Linked DNA regions of Anser cygnoides: region 2 is linked to region 1. The links are chromatin contacts, called in public Hi-C maps. All regions are on one chromosome and are shown on one strand. The core of a region is the stretch at or near the end of the contact, and the rest is flanking DNA. Distances in the headings are between cores, read along the strand shown. Region 1 holds the start of MTDH (metadherin). Region 2 holds the start of RPL30 (ribosomal protein L30).

Region 1 (7,507 bases), core at 1,844-4,343:
AGAGAAAGGGGCTTGAGGTTTACTGTACATGTACAGAGAAAATCTGAAGTGAGGATACCATGACGCTACCTTGCTCCAAGCTGCTGGAGGAAGCCAGGACTGGCTCTCTGAACTTAGTGCTAATGAACGCTAAATCATTCATTTGATCTCAGTCTACCCACAGCAAGTCAATAAACAGAACACCACAGCTACTACAGCTTCCAGTCAACTCCCTGCCATTCAGCTCCACATCGTACTAAAAATCTCAGTTAAATTGTACCGTACCTACGAAGGAACCAAATAAACCCAAACACAAGAATCAAAGCAACAATACTCTTCCTCGGAAAGGGAGCAGTGGAGAACATTTCTGATCCTGACTGATGAGAGCATACATCACCCGCCCCACAATGAGCTCAGTAACCCTACATTAAAGTAACCCTACGGCTTTTAATTAGACATCTGGAGAGTGCTTTTTAATGCTCCAGACCAGTTGCTCTAAGCTTTCTGTAATGCCTGTAATGGAAATCTAGACCCCGGCATAGCAAACCCTCTGGTAAATCTACTGATAATAGGCTTACTCTTTTTCCTTCACAGACCTCATTATTAGCACGAGTGTACAAAAATACAAGATGAAACCACTACGCAGCCTTCGGTAGGATTTTCTGCTGCTTCTCTAAATTTCCAATGTGATTTTGAATGTTTTTCATGGTGAAACAAGTCAGAAAATCTTGGAACGCGCTAATACAGATCCCCGCGAACTTATGTTGGAAAACTAGCACGAGGCAGGCCTATTTAACTTCACTGCTGATACAAACTTATTTGCACTGTAGTTAATGATTCAGTTCTTTCATTTTCTTTCCTGCAAAGTTTTTTTAATCTTATCTCTGCATTAAAATAATGGATACAAAGTTCTACGAAAATAACTTTTCAAATCTTAAGAATACAGAATGATATCTTGACAGATGAAAAACTCTTTTACTCCTTTTTGACTATGAAACTATTTGCTCTTCCATAGCCTTAACTTTCACTATTTTGTGCCTGAGTAAACCACGCTGGAAACAATACAAGTATTTATATTCACTGAAAATGTCGGCTAGTTAAGTTTATACACAATTAATACAAAGCTTGCTTTTATAAAGCCCTACACTGCAGAACATTGCCAATACTGTATCTATTTCTTCACTCTGTCTTCTGTTCAGGCATTTCTCAGTGTCTCCAATGATGACTTGCAAGAGTTTATGTTTTTTTTTTTTTTATACTGGAGTTTAAATAAAATAACAAAAATCGGGATTATTTCTAGGTTTAGTCTGTTTTCTAGAAAGCATAACAGATCTATTAAGCCTTAGAGGATGTCCCTTTCAGGACAGCAAAAAACACTGCATCTTTAACGTGTCTTCTTCAAAATGGAGACCTAGCAACATTTGAAAAATTCTGAATCACAGCGCTTCCTCTTCTTGGTGCTTAGTTATTAGCCTATTGCAACTTGCAGAATCAGCTCCAGCGAGTTTCAGGAGTTCACTGCTCAAAGACAGTTTGGTGCTATATACAGACTTTTGTATTTTTTTAATGGAGAGCAGGCTAAAAAATCTTTAACAAAACTTCTCAAGTCTCAGTATTGCCACAGAACCAAACGAAGGCACAATCCCTTTCTGCACCTCCTTTTTCTCGTCATTAGGCAAACAATTCATGTTAAATTTCGCACTATATAATTAAAAGACATAGTTGTAAAAGGCAGGGGACAGCTGCTGCACTTTCATTCCTATAATCCATTTGGATGTAAATAGGATTGCAAACATACCAACAACATAAAAGCTATTGAAGCAATCCCTTCAAGTCCCAAAACTATGATAACTGGAAGCTTGAAAACGACAGCCGATAATTTCTGCATTCAATTCATTTTCTCATGAAAACGCTGTCAAAGACACAAGACTCCTACATCACAGACCGAGGATTACAATAAAAGACAGGCACGATCTGTTTTTAAGGGGCTGCTGAGAGACAGATTTCCTTATTAAAGGAGATGATCCTTCCTGCAACAACCGAGACATGTTCCTAGCGAGGCAAATTCACCACAAGCCTGGTGTTAACGTGTCCTGCCGAAAAGGCGCAGCAGAAAGCCTTACTCAAGTTTGAATCATCGCAGCCTTTACGAGGCTTCCAACAGCCTGTACCTGCCTGGGCTGCGACTCCTGCCTTGAGAGGCTGAACCACGGTAAGGTCTCTGCTACCAGCTCCCAATCCACTAAGCTTTCGATTGATAGTAAAAAGACAATACTGATAGTAAAAATGCAACAGTACAGTGTGCGTACATAACCCACGGTTCCACTAAAAAAGCAGGGAGCTCTCTCCTCCTTCCCCAGGAGGAAAAAAAGCATCGTTTTCACCTAAATGTTGTTTTGCAAAGCTCCCGGGCAGCCCGGAGGGAGCCCGGCAGACGCCACCGGGGTGAACCCCACTACCTCGGACCTCGTCCCCCCCCCAGTTCCCCGGCGGTGCCCAGGGCTCCGTGGCCGAGTCCCCCCGGCTCCCCTCTCACCCTCGCCGCTTTCTCGGGCAGCTTCTTCTTGCTCCTCTTCTTCTGCTCGTCGCCCTTCAGCCCCAGCTGCCCCGCCGCCTTGCCCGGCCCCCCGCCGCCTGTCAGGGCCGTCGCCGCCGCCACCGCCTCGTCGCCCTTCCTCTCGGCCCGGCCGGCCGCTGCCTTCCTGCGGAGGCCGCTCCCGCAGGCCAGGGCCAGCAGCAGCCCGAGCAGCCCGAGCCCCAGCGCGGCCGGCAGCCCCAGGGCGAGCCAGGTGGGCAGGCCGTGCGGGTCGAGGCCCAGCTCCAGGCCCAGCTCGGCTCGCAGCAGGCCCAGGCCTCCCGCCAGCGCGTCCCGCACCCGGGCCGCCGTCTCCTCGGCCTGCTGGGCCGCCGCCTGCTGCCAGCTGCCCGCGGCCATCGCCGCCCCTCGCAGGCACGAAGAAGGGGACCCGAGGCGGGCGCTCAGGCCGAGCGCATCGCGGCCACCGCCTTACGGACGGCGGTCGGGGGGGGGGGGGGGGGGGACGCGGAGCCGCGCCGAGCCTCCGCGGGACGCGGCAGCCTCTGCCCCGGAGGCAGCCGGGTCTCCTCCTCTTCCTCCTCCTTCCTCCTCCCCGCAACGTCAGCGCCCCGCCGCCATCCCCGCCCCCTCCTCCTCGTCCTCCTCCCTTCCTCCTTCTTCCTCCTCCTCCTCCTCGGCCCGGGGAGGCGGCCTCGACGTGGCAGCGGCCGAGCGAGGCCGGGCGCCGCCCGGTGGCGGCGGGGAGGAGGCTCCGAGGGGGCTCGGGCGTCGGGGTGCTGAGGGAAGGAGGCAGGGAGAGGGGCAGCGACCCCTCCGTGAGCAGGCAGGGTGCGTTTCCACCAGTGTTAAATCACCTTCGTGTTGCTTTGTAGTCGCCCCGTAGAGGAGTGGGCGTGTTAATTAATGGTTTGTCCCAGCTCTTACCAACACCAAAGCCATCCCCGGTTCTTCTCGGCCTACAGATGTCAGCGGGGATTTTGTTCTGTAGGGCTCGGTACAGGGAAAGCCTTCCTGCACCTCCCCAAACCACATAAAGCCCCAGGGCCCCGGTGCTTGTGCAACGCCTGGAATTGTGCCGCCACCCCAGCGGGAGCACCTCTGGTCCTGAGCCTCGCACGCCCCACGCCGAACGTGTGAACCGGCACGTACCTGTGGCGTGCCAGCTACAGGTACAGGGAGCGGCCAAAGCTGGCCATGAGGCAAACCACGGGTTCCTGGGACAGACAGGGAGATGTTGCCTCCTGTCCCGCTTCAGAGGCCCGTTTCATGGACCTTCAGAGGCCTTCTCTTTCGCAGAGAAGGTTTTTAAAAATGCCATTGAAAAATCGGTGTAATTTCGAAATACACTAGCCAAGGTAGTGTAACAACGTAGATGCTTTCCAAGTGCCTTATTTCCTAAGATCTCAACTCCCACAGCTGGCTTAATATGTTGAATTAATTGGTGAGCTTTATGTAAAATACTGCCGGGACTCCAAATCTTAATTTATCCATGCACTTAAAAATGAGCTCTCAGAAATTTGATCCTGAATGCATGTCATGTCTTTATTTTTATATTTCAGAGACCTGGTCTCACAGCGTCCAGGGTTCCTGCGGAATTTTAGATGTCAGACCCCAGGAGCTGACATGGTTGAGAAGCTTTACAGTGACTGCAGCTTTAGTCTTCTGCAGTGGGACATTGATGGAAGCTAACAGCATGTCCCATTCTTTCAGCTTGCAACTTTACTTATAAAGGCTGTTCATCTCATAGTATGGCAGAAAGAAGCCCGCATGGGATACTTGAAACCTGAAATGTAGTAAAATAACATTTGTTTGTTTAAACAGCACAGTGATAGCTTACACTGTTTTTGTATACTGGTAGCTTTGCCTTATTTTGTAAAGCCAGTATATTTTTCACACACAAGTATTTATGTTTTAAAAGTTCTTTGTAAAGGATTTCAAAAGTGCTCTTGAGATTTTTTTTATTATTATGCCACCTTTAAACAGGCAGTCAAGTGCTTCTTTTCTAATTGACTTAAGTTGGAATGAAAGGTATTGCTGAAAGTAGTTGTAGCAACTGTCTAAGGCAGGACATTTTACTAATAGACAGTTACATACTTTTTGAAGATTAAATTTATTGAAAGTCCTAATACTTTTTCTGTGTGTTTATGCTTCAGCATAGACTATACACATGAATTGGAAAATGTTAGTTTTCATGGTACAGACAGTTGCACAACTGAGCCCCCCTAACATGCCAAATAAATTCTTATTCTGTAAGTAGTTGCTTAGTTTAGATACCGCCCTGTATAGATAGGGGTGGCAGAACAGTGATCATGTAGTTTTAGTACAAAATACATTATCTGAAAAACACCTGCAAATTTGAAAGCATTGTTTTTTTAAAACACAGGCCATAGAACATAGATTTTGTTCATTTTAAAGTTACCTAGGCAAGAAAACACTGCAAGAACCTGATGAGTCTCGATTGCAAAATATAAGCGGTTGAATTTAAGATCCGCTGAAGTTTTTGTGGCCCCGTAGCACCACCGAGTGGCAACACCGTGAATAGCAGCGCAGACGTGGGAAACGGATTGGTGTTAAAAAGGTAGCAGATCCGCCTTGAACATAGCCCGTTTGTTTGCTTGGGATGGTGAAACAAATGAATCTGAAATTTATCTTTTTATTCTGAACTAATGTGGTACAGGAATAAGTAGGCATAAAATTTGTCACTGATTGAAATATTTTGCAGGAAGTTTGTGTTTTTTTGGTAACATTAGAAATGGCAGGAACTTACATACTACTGAGACTGCACATCAAATAAAGCAAACAATCTACTTCATACTAATTTTGTTACAAATAGCAATTTAATATTAATCTTCAAATATCTTAATGGATTTATTTGACCAAAGCTATCCCAAGGACACTTTCTGGCAGTGCTGAATATAAAATGTTTCTTACATCATTCTCCAAAGAATCAGAGCAGAAGGTTGATTATTCTCATTACAAACGAGAATACAATTACAGAGCCAGAAAGAATAAAGATATATATTTTTTTGTAATCTCTCTTCTTCCTCTTTTCCTTCTTCCTTCCTTGTTTTACAACCATTATTATGCATATCCTGTATAATACCTTGCAATGGCTCTAAGCCTAAAAAGAAAATTATTGCAACAAAATTTGAACTGGCAGAAGGTTTTTATGGAGAAGTATACAGAGGGTGCACAAAAGTATTTAAATCTCAGTACCTGTTCTTTGATATGGTATGCAGAAAAAGAAACTAATGCTTCAAAAATATCAGTTCCATGAGATTTTATGATTATCGTAAGTCAGTGTGGAAGCCCCATGTCCTTGCAGTTCTGGATATTCTTTAGACTAGAAGTCAGGTGGATATAGCAGAAGTAAATTAAGCCTCTCAGCATTTAAAGAAAGAAGATAGAATCCTGACAAAACAAATGTAAGGTTTCTTTCATGTCAGGAAGTTGACAAATCTTGGACAAGATTTGACAAAATCTTGGACAAGCTTGGCTGTTGTATTATCTCACATACATCATGACCCCAAATTACTTTAAGGTGAACACAGTACGCCATTAACACGATTTGGAGCTAAGGCTCAACCCATCCTTTGCGTTCAGGCTAAGATGGAGTTCTAAGGGGCCAGAGTCTAGAGCTCCGCTTGAAGTCGACCTGAAAAAGAGTTGCTGAAGAATTCCTCTTCTGAGAACTTGGTTGTCTTGGCAATGGCTTGGGGTCTTTGGCCATCTCAGTTAGTGTTGGGTTTTAGAGCTCAGGCTAAAATTAGTCTTAGGGACAGGGAACAGACAAAATTTGTATCTCTTTTTGGACTGGGGAAGGAAAGGGGCTGCAAAAAGAATTACTCTCTGAGAAGCTTCTCATGTGGGTGGTGGTTAGGGGCCTTGGGCTAAGTCTCAGTCCACAGCTGTGCTTAGGGACTTGGTTATGTTTTGGTTTCAGAGAAGGAAGAAAGTCTAAAGATCTGTTTGTTTAGGGATTGGAAAGGGACTGCTGAAGGACAGCAGGGGTCGGAAGAATTGTTTGCTGAAGACATGTTCGCCTGGACTATGTCTGGGTCTGTCAGGCTAGGGCTCAGCTGACACCTAGGTTTGGGGTAAGGGTTAGAAGAAATAGAAGGAGTGGGATTTCCAGCTGTAGTTGTCTGGCAAGGGGCTGCCAAGGGGAAGAGTGGGTTGTCAAAAGGATTCTCCTCTGAGATCTTTTTCACCCGGGCCATGACTGAGATCCTATGCTTAGCTTCAGTTTACATGCCGGACATATTTACCTGGGCTAGGGCTAGGCTACTTTGGGCTAAATTTCATTCAGTTAAATGAGGTTAAGGTTTAGGTTAGGGTTAGGATCGGGAGAGAGACAAAGGCTAGAGCTCCTGCTGGGATAGACTTCAAAAAGGGCTTTGAAGGGAAGGATTGGGTGGCAGAAAAATTAATGCCTGAGACTGTGCTCCAAAAGGCAAAGCCTAGTGGTGTTGTGCTAAGCTTCATATCACAGTTTAAGGGTAAGAGAGTTTGTGTTTGGAAAGGAAGAAGGCAGGGAGTGGGTCAGGAAAAGGGCTGTTAGAGGAAAGAGGGACATGCAAACAGAATTCTCCCCTGAGGACATATTGATCTGAGCCATAGTTGGGGTCTTTTAGGCTAAGTCTCCACCAGCATATAGGTTTAGGGTTGGGAGAGAAACAAAGCACAGGGTTTCATCTGGAGAGAGGCCCTAAAGGGTCTGTTGAAGGAAGGTATAGGGTGAAAAAAAAATTGTGCCTTAAGGACTTGTTCATTTGGGCTGTGGTTGGCTGACCTGGGCTAACACTCAGTGACCTCCTCTTCTCATAGTAGTGAATGATTTCAGCAAGTCTTGGGACAATTTCAGTTTTTCTACTGCAAAGCCTCAGGAAAGATTTCTTTCCCACTTAAGGGGAGAGGAAGAGGACACTTCAGTTAAAAGATGAGTAATCCATGCTCCGCTTGTACCTTGTAAGTTCACCTTATTTATTT
Region 2 (7,694 bases), core at 2,094-4,593, 190 kb before region 1:
GAACACGTCCAGGTGGGTTTTGAAAGTCTCCAGAGGAGATTCCACAGCCCCCCTGGGCAGCCCGTTCCAGTGCTCTGTCACCCTCACCATAAAAAAAAGACCAGCTTCACCCCTGAAGAAGTTGATCTTCCTGGCCCAACTTGGCCACTGGGGCAGGCAGGAGGGTTGGATGTGTCCATGGTGGCTCCTTTAGGGCAGGAAGACCTTGATGGGAGAAGTAATGATGGTTTTCCTGACATTGGCAGCTGCTCCCTGGCTCTCTTCACCTTGAGAGTTTTTTTGTTGTTGTTGCTGTTGGAAATGGTGGCATCTGTGCTTCGCTCACTTTTTTTTACTTTCTTTTTTTTTTTTTACTTTTTTTCTGCTGTAACGCTGTAACGTGGCCTAATCATGGGGAGGAGCACAGCACCCCTTGCAGAGGGAACGGCACTTGGCCTGCATGCCAAACGCAGCCTCAATGCTTTCCCTGTGCTTTAATTCTGGAACAGCGCATTGTAAATGCACATGCACTCAAGCTGCTGACTGATATTTAGTGGCCATGTAATATTGTTTAAGGAATTTTCAAGGGCACAAAGCCTTTTCTTACTACTGTTGTTGACTTCATCTGACTTGAGACAGCCCTTTGCCTTTATGAGAGACATTTTATGAACCACAGACTCTTAGAAGATACCTGCACGACTACATAAGGGAGATTTGGGGTGTGAGGAACAAGTGCAAAAGCCTATTTCTGACTCTATTTCCCCACATATCCAGAATTAGTGTCACAATTTGGGTCCCAGTGACTGGTTTCTGACAGAAAGTTCTTTCAGAAAGGCATTTCTTTGTTTGTTTTCTTTAAAAACACATCACTGGAAAGAACTAGTTCTACAAGCTTCTAAGGGAAGTACTACATTTTCTCCTAATTTGAGCTGAGGTTGCAAGGAGTACCCTTACAAACAGCTCCCTCTTCAGGAGCTGTGCAGGATTCCCAAATTTTGCAAAATAACATAAAACATGGCATAGTCGACCAGAACTGCACTGAGGAATTCGCTAGGCCCACTGAGCTTTATACCCTCTTGTGAGTAATTTCAAAATGCAAGAAGAATATTTGAGATGACCACAAACAACTAGGTAAAAATTTAAAGAATTAAAAGAAAAGGCACAACTTGGCAGTGGGAATAACAGCAGTGCACCTGAGTGTTGGGACACAAAGAGGAAGAGGAACAAGAAAAGAATGAGACAAAGCTGACAAAGAAAAGTTTGAAAAATGCTTCAAAATTGATGTAATTATGCTCTGTGAAGGGCTGAAAATATTGAAAACTTGTTTCAATAAGTAAAGTTGGACTACAGGAAGCCATCAAAATGTAACTTTTCATATTATGACTTAAATAGTGCATATATTATTCATATGTTCTTAATCTAGAAATTATTGCCAAAGAACTTTTCAATCAGTGATGGACCAATATTTGAATTTCTGTTGTTAAATTTAAGGTCAGCTGAAGCTTGGTGATTTTTTTTCCCCTTATATACCTTTATTTCATTTTCATCTTAATGTTAGCAGGTTGGATTTTTATCTAGGTTCTTAAACTGGCCTGCTAAAAACTAAAGTTGTCACCCAGTTTGTACACAAGAAAATGACTGGGATGATTTTGACTGGGACGCATTTTGACCAAAGGCTGCTTGCCACTGAAAAGGCTTTACTTTTATAAATATTTGATAAGGTGTGTGACCATATACCAGAAAAAAAAAAATCTGTGTGAAGGCATCCATATCAGCAGAAAGGCATAGCAATATATTTCTAGAAATTATTTCCCTTCCTTAATCAAAATAAACTATATTCACATAAGCATCCTACTGTAACTGATTCTGGTATGTATTGGCTTTGTTCTTCATTTTTTTTCTACATAACACACAAAGGCATCAAACTTCCGAAAGCCAACAAATACAATGCTCTCCCATGCCTATGCCAACCTAGGCAAATGTATAAATGCTTTTATGCTAGCTTTGTAATTTCATCACAAAACACATACATTGAGACGCACATGATGCGGTGTGCCCCAAGAGCACAAAGTCATACCAGCAGAAGACCTACTGTACTACAGGCAGACTTCCCTGTCCTGATGTTTCTATTAGGGAACCATATAATTTTGAAAAGAGTTGACTGTGGACGAGGCACGATTTAGCTGGCCTGTAGATTTAGAGGTAGCATAGCCAGTATCATCTCTGCAGCAGAGATGGGTTGGGCTGACTGACTGCATGCAGCGGTGCCAAAGATCCGTAGAGATGACGGATGCCTTCTCCCTTATACCATCAGTACTTAGGGTGCTGTTGAAATGCAGTGAACACTGGTATGGAAGATGTCTGACCGTGGACAGAGAAAGCAAGCATCTGCTCCTAGAAGAAGTGTTGCAGAGAGTACAGAGACTGGGGCTCGTCCCCGAGCATCCTAGGCCAGCCCTCTGGGACAGACTGGGCCTCTCAGCTGCTGCAGGGTTTCACAGGGGAACACTCCAAAATAACACCCCAGATCCCAACCTCACTCGGTCCCTGCAGTGTCCAGGTAGGCATCACCTGAACCTGTGCTGCCCACTGCTCCCCAATACCTACGCTGCTCTGGGATGTCTTCCCATGCCGGGAAGCGCCATGGGACCCCTGTAGTCCCAAAGCTTTTAATTAAAAGACCTTTGTGTAGATTCTGACTCTGTGTGCTTATTGGCAGGTTGTACTGAGCACAAACCTACAGACAACACTATCACAGCTGTAACTTTCTCACACCCTAACTGCATTCTCCAGTAGCGTGTACTCAGAAATTTTCTCGGTATTTTCAAAGACAGTTGTTTCCAAAGCCCACAGGGGTAGGACTTTGTTTCTGTGCCCCGTGTTGAGAGAGAGAGGGAGAGGAGAGGCCTTTGCCTTGAGCAGAGCCAGGGGGTTTATGAAGCATGCCCAAAGCTGAACCTGCCAACACGGGCAGCCACGAAGGAGCCACCCCGCACGGCACTGGGGCCCTGTTCGGTCAGGGGCTGCCCGTCAGTGTCCCTTCCCCTTCCTCACAGGGGAAGGCAGGCCGCCTGGGCCTCCCCTTGAGCAGCGTCTGAAGCCTCCCGGAGGCTGCGAGGGAGAAAAACAAGTGTTTAAAATCGCTCCGTGAGACACAGGGCGCCATAAGGCGCTGGGGATGAGGGACACGATGAGGAAAGCGAGCTAGCACGACCACCCCGCTGGGCCGCTAAGGCGCGGCCGCCATTTCGGGGAGCGTACTCTGCACGTCCCCCCGCCTCGCCCCGCCCCCTCCCCGGATAAGCCAATGGGAGCCGCGCGCGGGGGCGGATTGACAGCCGGAGGGAGGGGCCTGGGCGGGGCTGCGGCGCGTTCGCGCCTCTCGCGAGAGCTGGCGCGGCGGGGAGAGGCGGCGCGTGCCGGGGCTCGCCCCTTTGGCTCGTGGCGGCCATCTTGGCGGCGCCTCAGCGGTGAGTGGGGCCGGGGCCGGGCGGCGCGGGGGGGCTCGGGGGGCCGCAGCCGGGCGCTAACCCGACCCCCGGTCGTCCTTTGTGTGTTCCAGTTCCCGCCCCAGCCGACGCCAGCCAGCGACATGGTGGCCGCCAAGAAGACGGTGAGTGGCGGCCGGCCGCCGCGTGGCCTCGTGGGGTGGCGGCTGGGCCTCTGCCGGTGGCGGGCGGTGCGCTGAGGGGAGCCGGGGGGCTTCTGAGGGGAGCCGGGGGGCCTCCGAGGGGGCCCGGGGGGCCTCTGAGGGGCACGGCCTGAGGCCGGTTCTTGTGGGCTCGGCTCCCCGCCATGGGACATCCCAGGTTGCTCACGGGGTCCCTGGGCTAGAGGGGAGGAAAGGGGAGCTGGTGCTGTGCTCCTGGTGTGGGTGGTAGGGTGGTGGAGCTCAGACTTGGCGTTTCGTGCCATCTTTTTACTATAATTTCAAGGCTGTTTTAGCAAGCATGGGTTTCTTACTAGGTGGTGGCACTTGCTGTTGCACGAGCACCACGTTCTCGTGTTGGGGGGGCTGCTCGTTTTGCATGTGATTGCTTGGCTTTGCCTACCCGCTTAATGCTGTCAACACGTGCCCTGGGAAGTGCCGTATGCAGAGCCTGGCTCGGCTTCGTAAGGTGGAGGTGGTATGGGTTTTGACTTGACATAGCTGAGCTTTGCAAAGGCACGTTTCTTATACCACTTATGTTGATTAACATAGGTAGCACCAATAATGCTTTTTTCCCTGTGTAATTGGTAAGAGGCATTTTGATGAAGTTGGGCGAGTATAGTATCAGCATCATTCTTATCCACAATTGTATGGTGTGCAAATAATAAGTCATGAAAAGATTGCTTGTAGTTGAAATTTCTTCACCTTATGTTTCCTGCCATTTTGTCAAAGGCAAAGTAGCATATAATAAAGCTTTTTTTTTTTTTCGTCTTCAGAAAAAGTCCCTGGAGTCTATAAACTCTAGGCTTCAGCTGGTTATGAAAAGTGGTAAATATGTGCTAGGATACAAACAGACTCTGAAAATGATTCGGCAGGGCAAAGCCAAGCTGGTCATCCTCGCCAACAACTGCCCAGCTTTGAGGTAAGCAGATGTATGAATTACTACTTTTTTAAGCTAAGGCGAGTGCTTTGTATAAATACAGCATGTGCTTTGTGTGAATTGGTAATACAGAGTAGCTTATTGGCATGCTCCATAGTACCGTGAATTAAACATGGTGGGTTGATTGGTGTATATGAATTTCAGGTCGGGATGTATTAAAATGCTTCCCAGATGTTTTTTAGCTTCCTAATACCAAGAGTTCACATTAGAGAATGTGCTGTGAGATTTTTCACACTGTGATAGCATTCATTGAAAGTGTAGTGGGACTCAATTCCTGCTTTTTCAAAGTAGTATATCGGAAAGTAATTTTACAGGTAGGAAAAACTGGTAGTTGACACTGATTTGAAATATATTTGAAGAATACAGTATTTGCTGTCAAAGTTAAGTTATAACTTAAAGCTCCTGGCCATAGAAGTATTTTTTTTGAAAACGAAGTCTTTGGCAATTTCCATCTTCTGACATGTTCCTTGTTGAATTTCAGGGCCCTTTTTGTCATCAAGGAGTATCTGACAGGTTAAAGAAAGTAAAGATGCAGACATAACGTAGGAGACTGTTAGGTTTTCTGGCAAGAAATAGATGTGTTTTTCTGGGAGAGGAGGAAAACTGTAGAGTTTAATTGTGGTTGGAGTTAGCACTGCTGTTGCTGTATTATGTTCGATCAGAATTGTTTGTCAGTGCTTTAAGACCCAGTTTTTGAATCTCAGGAAGTCGGAGATCGAGTACTACGCTATGCTCGCAAAGACCGGCGTCCACCATTACAGCGGCAACAACATTGAGTTGGGTACAGCCTGTGGCAAATACTACAGAGTGTGCACGCTGGCCATCATCGACCCAGGTACGTGTCTGCTGCCGTATAATGACCAAGCCGGGTGTGTATCAGCGGTTCCTCCATTGTCTGAGCACTGCTGCTCACTAGCAAGTAATGCGCAGGCGTGATGTTGTAGCTTTGCTCTACTTCCCTGTACCGTTCTTAATTTTCTCTGCCCAAGATCCCATTCTTTTGGGAGTCCTAGGCTCTTAGAACTTAGAGGTACTCCTCCTTAAGTTTGTGTGTAGTTCCTTTCACTGTTAAACCTTGTGAGCTTGCCTTCTGTCTACCTGTCAGTCTGTAATGAGGGTTCTTTCAGTGGCTGGGAAGCAACTTAACGGTACTTGTGTTTGAGCCTTGTGTTTGAGCCCTCTGCTAGAACGTGAGCTTGTGTCACGTGCCGTCTGTGCCAATTGGGTTTGAACTTTCTTAACCCAAGACAAAGGGTCTCAGCAAAACAAATTGTTGGATTGTGACTTGTCTTGCTTCCTGGGGTGATCTATACTAGAATAAGCTATGTGCAAGTGGATACTAGTCCAGTACCAGAGCTGAAAATCATATTAAGTGATAAAACTGTAAATTGGTGTGTAATTGCTATGGCTTGGTAGCACTCTTTGTTCAGAGTTGTTCAAGTTCCTTGTAGAGTCTGCTAATTAGGGGACTGCCTATCTTCTTTCCTGAGTCTTCTAGGAGAAGAATCAAATTATCTTCCATTATTCTGTTTGACCAAGAGTTATCTTAATTAAATGCATACGTACGGATTTAATGATTTTTAACTTTCATCAAATGTTCCCCAAGTGATGTCCGTTTGAATTCACTGTTTCTTTAGAAACCTTTATTTAGCTTGTTTGTATTCAAATAGCAGGTAAAGCTTTGTTTCCAAAACAATGCTTTTAGGTTTGTTTTATTTTGTGGCTGTCAGATTAAGAGCTTTATGTTAAGATAAAGAACTGCAACTCAGACTTCCTGCTGTGTAGTGCAATGCGAATATTCTCGCTGTCCTGATATTCTCGTGATCAGGGGAGGCTAGACATTCGCTATATTAAAGCTGTGCATTGTGTCCTCCAGGACTAGATTGTCACTCTAGTACTGGCTTTGTAAATGCTAGTGACAAGTACATAATTATCATAAACATACTGAGTATGAATTAACAAAAATGCAGGTAAAAGTATTGTTATCAAGCCATCAAAGTTACTTTTTTTATAAATACACCGTTTCCACGTTACTTTTACATTTTGTTTGTAGAATCTCTTATTTTTTTTGCTTATTTCTGGAAATGGATCTTTTTGTAGATCTTTTTGTAACGATGTATTTTTGTTTTACAGGTGACTCTGACATCATTAGAAGCATGCCAGAACAAACCAGTGAGAAGTAAATGCTGTAATGGTGTTCTTTCTACAATAAAACTGGTTACAAATCTGTTTTAAAAAAAAAAAACACTTGTATTGTATTATACATACTTTGCTGGTTTTAGGGAACAAACTATATAAATGAAGATTCTTTATCACCACTGTGTTTTTTGTTCTGTTAGAAGTAACATTGGCGGGACAAAACTTGCCTGTTGCTTTCTGTATGAGCTGGGGCTCTTGACAAGGTAAGTGGAGTAGGAGTTGACCACAGTAAGCATGGTGTCAAATCCCAACAGGGTATTGCTCCCGTAGGTTTTGGTTTTTGGGGTGCTAATGGGAAGACAAGTCATAATGTGAGGCACAGTAGCAAATTTGGGATGTTGCTGGGGGATCACAATGGCTTTACTTAAAAGTGTGAATAAGTTTATTTTAGTATTTTTTTCACCTAGTCAGTCACAAACTACTAATGCAAGTTACTGTATATTCGTTCCAAGAGAAAATATGTACACGTGTTACTGTTGAGGAGGTTGGCATTTTCTAGATTTGTCTTTTTTTTGTGTGAGACCACAGTCTCACAGGACTGTTCCTTAGTATCAGTGACTACTAAGTGGGGTGTTGGCACTTTGCTGACGTGCAATGAAAGGAACATTTAACAACAATCAGTATGTACCAGCAGTCTCACAAAATTTGCATTCTATTTGCCAAAGAGTGCTAAAACACAGAATACCTGTTTACACCTTGTTGCTTTGTACACGTGCATACTTACTAGTTTATCAGTGATAATTTAATTTTGCTGCAGCTACATTGGTTTCTGGAACAGAACATACAAAGTTGTGTACTTCAGGTTGGAGATAGTAAAGAGGCAAAACGTGTCAGAGCAAAGAAGGAATTACCGGTGTCTATCTATTAAACCCCAGATTTAGGTCGCTTCAAGAAATAGTTCTGGTGCTGCAGCAGTGTGAAAGTAGA

The links. Hi-C and Micro-C count contacts between places; a contact is called where the count stands out from the background.
Region 2: a contact with region 1 is called in a Hi-C map of liver, with 5 times the contacts expected there. The contact joins the promoter of RPL30 here to the promoter of MTDH in region 1. A contact is called at or near these places in 4 of 7 Hi-C or Micro-C datasets (granulosa cells and liver).

What each region holds. Positions count from the first base shown.
Region 1 is chr2:140,206,094-140,213,600 of Taihu_goose_T2T_genome, reverse strand. MTDH (metadherin) reads right to left here and starts at 3,093. Exons shown (of 12, transcript XM_048068742.2): 1 at 2,516-3,093. The coding sequence starts at 2,914.
Region 2 is chr2:140,398,002-140,405,695 of Taihu_goose_T2T_genome, reverse strand. RPL30 (ribosomal protein L30) reads left to right here and starts at 3,343. Exons shown (of 5, transcript XM_048068702.2): 1 at 3,343-3,449; 2 at 3,542-3,592; 3 at 4,405-4,550; 4 at 5,273-5,403; 5 at 6,702-6,883. The coding sequence starts at 3,572. The coding sequence ends at 6,751. It overlaps LOC125183351 (small nucleolar RNA SNORA72), which reads left to right and starts at 6,358; the gene lies at 6,358-6,492.